Regions from separate parts of the Muntiacus reevesi genome. Here region 1 is linked to region 2. The links are chromatin contacts, called in public Hi-C maps. All regions are on one chromosome and are shown on one strand. The core of a region is the stretch at or near the end of the contact, and the rest is flanking DNA. Distances in the headings are between cores, read along the strand shown.

Region 1 (2,700 bases), core at 26-2,525, 150 kb after region 2:
CATAGTGGGAACAGGGCTCTGGGGGTTGAGAAGCAGAGGCGAGCAGACGAAAAGGAAGATGTTTACAACAGGTAACGGGAGCGAGGACAGTGCAGGCACCGAGACGGCTCTGTAATGGAAAGGTGCGGGCTGTCTTTGGGAATGGGGCACAGCCTGTTCAAGTCCAGGACCGGGCGCGTCTGCAGTGGGGCTGGAAAGTCCGGCGTTCTCCTGGTTGGACACCGTCTCTTCGCTTTTACCGTCTTTCCTGTGGTTAGAGACCCCGCTCTCTATGTATTTGGAAACGAGCAAGGACGCTGCAGAGGCTGGTCCATAAACCTCACGGCTGCAGACAGGAAACAAAGCCGGCGGTGCCCCAGCACCGCGAGGCCGTGCCCGCTGTGAACCGAGTAGTATGGTGTCTCCCAGCTGGAGTGGAAGCGCAGCGGGGCACGCAGGCAGAGAGAAGCAGGTCTCTTGCTAGCGATCGTCAACCGAACAAGAGAGAAAAACGATCTTTCCCTGAAACACAGGAGGAAGGCCTGGACCTGGGCTCTGAGGTCAACGTGGTCCTCGCACCGCTGGCCTCCGGTGGGAGGGAGCTATCCCGGGATCTAGTGGCCGCCGGCAAGGAGGAGGAAGGCTGAGGCCTAAGGACCAGCGGTCGAGAGCTTGGAAACAGCGGCTCTGGGCGAGCGGCGGGCAGGGACGGGGCGCGCCCTGCGGGGGTTGGGGCGGAGGAACGCAGCCTCTTGCAGCCCTTCCTCTGTCCGGGAGGACGGCCTTCTGTAAACCTGCCTGGACTCGGAACAATTCATCCTGTTTTTCCTTAAAAAAAAAAAAAAAAAAAAATCCTGTTTTTCATAAAATCATTGTCGGAACCCCGAAGAGGGCGGTACCCAAAGGAATCTGGAAAATAGCCCGCAGGGGCGGGCAGCGGGGCGTGTCTGGTGTCGGGCGGCTGCAGAACAGAAGGGCGCAGTGCGGGCAGCTAACCAGGAGGGTGCTGCCCGCCTAAGCGCACCGCGCCCGGGCCCCCCCAACCCCGCGCACACCCCCGCGTCCCGGAGCAGCCGGGGCCCGGCGGGGCGGGGCGTCAGCAGCTGGGGGCGGGACCGGGCGGGGTGCGCGGCTGGAGCGGAGGGCGGGGCGAGCTCTTCCGTCCCCTGATTGGGTCTGGGCTGAACGAGGGGCTGTGTTTTGCGGAGGCTCTGCGGGTCGGCATTGGGCGCCGAAGATGGAGGGTGTGGTTTTGTGAAGTCAGTTCCGGTCGGTGTAAAACCCTAGGGGCGGCGGCGGACAGGCTTCAGATGCTTCTGGGTCACGGTGGGAACGCTCCTGGGTCCGTCTGTGTGAGCTTGAGAGCCGAGCGCTAGAGCGACCCGGCGAGGGATGGCGGCCACCGGGACCGCGGCCACCGCGGCCACGGGCAAACTCCTGGTCGTGCTGCTGCTCGGGCTCACAGCTCCCGCCGCGGCGCTGGCCGGCTACATTGAGGTGGGGACCGGGCGAGCGCCCGAGCCCTTTATCCTGCGCCCGCGGGGGAGCGCGGCCTGCGGGCGAGCGGGCCGCGGGGTCCGGGCCGGGAGGGGGTCGCGGCGCGCTGGGCGGTGGGGGTGGTCCGGCGCTGCGGCGGGTCTGGAGCGCCTCCCCCGCCCGCCCCGGCTTGGCGCAGTGCTTGGCGCTGGAGGTCGGGCTGTCTCCGCCGCCGCAGAGGCCAAATGAAAGGCATCGGGGTTGCGGGGGGCAATGGGCCGCCTCGGCCGCCCCAGCCCCCATCCCGCCCGCGGCGCCGCCACATCCTCTGCGGACCCTGCGAAGCCCAGACGCCCACTCTGCCGTCCCCCGGGACCGCGCGAGCCTCTGCCGTGCGCCCTGCAGCCCGGGACCCGGTGCGGCTGGGCTCGCTCCGGGGGCGGCCGTGCTGACCCGGCCCCCGTGCCGCACCCGGGCTTCCCACCCAGGAGAGGCGGATGCGGCCTTTGTTGGAGAGTGGGCCGGGCCGCGGGGATGCGGGCGCCGGGATAGCGCCTCCCGGGCGGCACGGGAGCGACTCCGCTCCCCGCAGCGGGTGCGCCCTCTGCTTCCTGTGCGCCTCCCGCTCCGGATCCCGGCTCTGGCGTCGGACCTTCGGGAGGGATTGTTAAATACAATCCGGTTGCCTGAGTCTGATGAACCAGGGGAAACCCTTGTCTGCTGTCGGCGTTGTTCCCTTTTGTGGTGGGTTTCAGCGAGCAGGGACAGTACCCGTGAATACGTTGTAAAAACTCTGGTTGAATCGTACTTTTTCGGCGTAAGTAGTTTCCCCGCACCTGGCGACCTCGCGGACACATGCGTCTGTGCCGGGCGGTGGTCCGGTGCTTGCGTGCCCGGAAGGTTCGCTGGGGTCAGGGGGCCCTGCCTTGTGGCCTGGACCTGGCCTCTTGTAGAAACCTTTCTGTCCACGAGGGAGACGTGGGGCTTTATTTTTACTTGCCATCTCGAAATAGTGCTTGAACTGTCGGACTGGAATGTGTGTTTCTGGTGTAGTTTATTTCTCCTCTTCGCTCTTTTGCAAATTACAATGGCTTTCTGCGGAGTTGGCTAATTTCAGAGAGAAGTGAGACTGGATTTGATTACACAGGCATTGACTGAAGAGTTTCTAATAAAAACCCACAGTTAGAACGTGTTCTTCTGCAGAAAGTGGAAATATTTCCACGATTAGAAGCAGTCGACTCTAGA
Region 2 (3,035 bases), core at 81-2,580:
TGAACTCAACCACCCTACAAACACTTGCTAAATCCCTTCTCCAACTCTGATTCCTACCAAATGGAAAGGAATAAGAACAGGTTTAATAAACACCAAACTCCTAGTCTCATCTCAGCGACTCTGAGCACATCTTACCTAACCAGCTATCAATTTCTTTACCTATCTAAGATGAAGAGGAGCAGGACCTGGTCCTCTGGTCCTCTCTACAGTTATTTCCAACCATGAAATGCAGTGAATCATTTCCAGATGGATGCATTCATATAGCTTAATGCAGTCATGTAATGACTTCTCATTCTGAAAAACTCTCAAAGGATAAAGAGCAGGTCTGTAATATTACTGTTAAAACAAGCACCTTTCCCCTAATTATTTCAAGTTATCTGGAAGAGATGTCAGATCTACATAATGATATAGTGGAAAGACTCCTGTTCAAAGCAGCTGAGTGGTCCCCAAGGGACTATGTCCCATCACCCTTCAGTACACGATGAAGGACGGAATCTTGAACACCTCTGATGCCTAAATTACTGACACCATTGAGAAAGCACAATGCATTTGCCTTTAATAAAAACTTTTACAAACAAAACAAAAAAGTAGATGCAACCTGATGCTCAGAATAAAGCCCTCTTAACAGAACTGGCACCGAAGAGGGTAACAGCTGCAGGGTTTTACCTGACTCTTAGGAGAACCACCTGTTTCACAAACTGCTCACCAGTTTCTTCAATTACACTGAACGGCAACCTTTGCCCTGCAACTACTCTTTAGGTAATCTCAAAACACAAGAAAGCAGGCAGCTGCCAAAGGGTCGGGACCCCGGAAGCCAAGGGTTTTTTAGGGTTTTTAACTCTTGCGGCGTCCTGCACCACTTGACCAACCAGGAAGGCCTCTCTCCCCAAGGCCCTTCCTCTGCACCTGGGAGAACCTTCCCTCCCAGCCCCTCCCCAACACAGAAGTTAAACCCCAGGCTCCGGCCGCGGCAGCCGCCCGCTTCAAACTGCAAACCCCTCCGCAGCCCCCAGGGCCGGGTCCCGCGCCACCTCCGCGCCCAAGGCCCCTCCCCCACACCGCGCTAACCCTAACCCCCACCCACCCAGGCCGCCCGGCTCCCACCGCGCCCGCTCCCCTGCCTCGAGCCCGAGGGAGCAGCGACCCTCGGAGACCCGGCCGCTCGCTTCCTCCCTCTGCTCCATACACAACACTTTAACGCTTTCGCCGCCCCGGCCCGCCCTCACCAGCGCCGCGGGAGCCGGTCTCCTAACCCGTCTCACCTCTCAGCCCGCGGGCTCCCAGACCGGACGCGCTCGCTCCCGCAAGGCGTCTCGGTGCGTGCACGCTCCGGGGTCGGGCGGCGGAAGGGGCGGGGCTGCGCGGGGCGGGGCCTGGAAGTGCCGGGGGCGTGGCTTTCGGGGCGGGGCCGGAGGTGCCGGGGCGGGGCTCGCGAGGCACACAGCCTGTAGTGCCGAGAGCCCGCAGGGCTGGACTTTGGAGGGCAGGCTGCTGTCTGGCTCGTTAATCTCACCGGACTTAGAAGTGTCCGGAGGGCGAACTCGGTGTGGCCAGTCTTTACCTGGGCGCGAGCTGAGGCTCCAGAGCCCATAAGTGAGTGAATGCAGTTTTATTAGCTAACGTTTGCAGAGCGCCTACCCTGCTCCTGGCACCTGAGCACTTTCCATCCAAGAATCTTTGTACCAGCCACGTGGTGCGCTGTTAGCTCCTATTTTGTGATTTCTCAAGTTTCATCGAGGAGAAGGCTGATCAGAGCCTGTGCCGCTCCAACTAACCCCGGCGTGGCCCCAGTACTCTCTCCCATCCCTGGATCCTCGACGTTCGGAAAGAAAGTACACACATTTAAAATACATTTTAAATCAAACTCGATAGTCTTCTCTCTATTACTATACCTTCTCTCAACTATTCTCGATAGTTAAGAACCTGGGCCCCTTTCTTCTAACTCGCTAGGTTTCATTTTGAACGGCTTCGAACTTCTTATTACACAGGTACTTCCAACCAGTTGTTCAGGGACTGTCCTCTGTTCTCTGCATAGAAATATGTCAGACAAGCTGGCAGGCCAAACTAGTGCTCTTCCCTGCTTGGAAAATAGTGGTTTCCAAACAAAGCCAATCTCTGTTCCCTCGCTGACTGCACGCCTGCCTCTAGTTCCCTTTAGATTGTTGTGAGGCATCTGGAATCACACACCACCAACTAAAAGGACAGGGGAACAACGTTCCATACTGCCAGCCATAAATTCCCAGACTTTGTGTCTCTGACCACACCAGAGTAAACCAAAGAGTCAAAACAATGCAAGTTGTACTATTAAAAAAAAAAAAAAAAGTAACTATCAGAAGCTCTTGTATTTTGTACACATACAAACAAGGAGGATGTTTATTAAAAAAAATATTTATTAATTTTTACACCTGCTGAGTAGCACAAGACTATTAACACTATAACTCACTGAATGTACATAAATGTTCACATTTAAATAACAGGGTAGGGTCATATTTCCAACCTGTGGGTCAGCTTCAGCATCTCACGAAGTGCTTTTTAGCCCTACACGTCCTAAGAGTTTTTTGAAAGGATAATTCCAAATCAGAAAACAATTCAAGAAGACCAAAACAATAGATTTTCCCAGAATAACAGTAAGTTTACATGATGAAATGTCTGTTTATGTGGGCACAAATCAAGCAGTAAAAATGTAAAATCTGTATGTAACCTACTCCAAAATTTCCACACTGCACTGAAGTCTACAGTGCCAGCGTGTCCTAGGAGAGACCACAGTATAAACAGTGGCTACAAAATTTTTTTTCAAATTGGGTCTTAGATGACTTATCATCTGCCACCTCTTCAAATCCAAGTCCTTTTCAAAATCTATTACCTTAAAATAAATGTGCTGAATACCTGATCTTAAAGCAAAATTGTTTGGCTCAACTGCCACACCTGCAACTCTGGTTGATAATATACAAATTATCAATAGTTCTAGAGTCCTTACTTATTCCACATAAGGACGAAAAAAAAAAAAAAAAGGAAAAGAAAGAACTTAAATGGGA

Evidence for each region. Hi-C and Micro-C count contacts between places; a contact is called where the count stands out from the background.
Region 1: a Hi-C map of muscle shows a contact between it and region 2, with 1.9 times the contacts expected there. The contact joins the promoter of APLP2 here to the promoter of NFRKB in region 2. A contact is called at or near these places in 2 of 3 Hi-C or Micro-C datasets (blood and muscle).

The regions. Positions count from the first base shown.
Region 1 is chr5:35,004,710-35,007,409 of mMunRee1.1, forward strand. It overlaps APLP2 (amyloid beta precursor like protein 2), which reads left to right and starts at 1,276. Exons shown (of 17, transcript XM_065937412.1): 1 at 1,276-1,476. The coding sequence starts at 1,372.
Region 2 is chr5:34,857,387-34,860,421 of mMunRee1.1, forward strand. NFRKB (nuclear factor related to kappaB binding protein) reads right to left here and starts at 1,331. Exons shown (of 26, transcript XM_065937404.1): 1 at 1,263-1,331. It overlaps PRDM10 (PR/SET domain 10), which reads right to left. Exons shown (of 22, transcript XM_065937408.1): 22 at 2,411-3,035.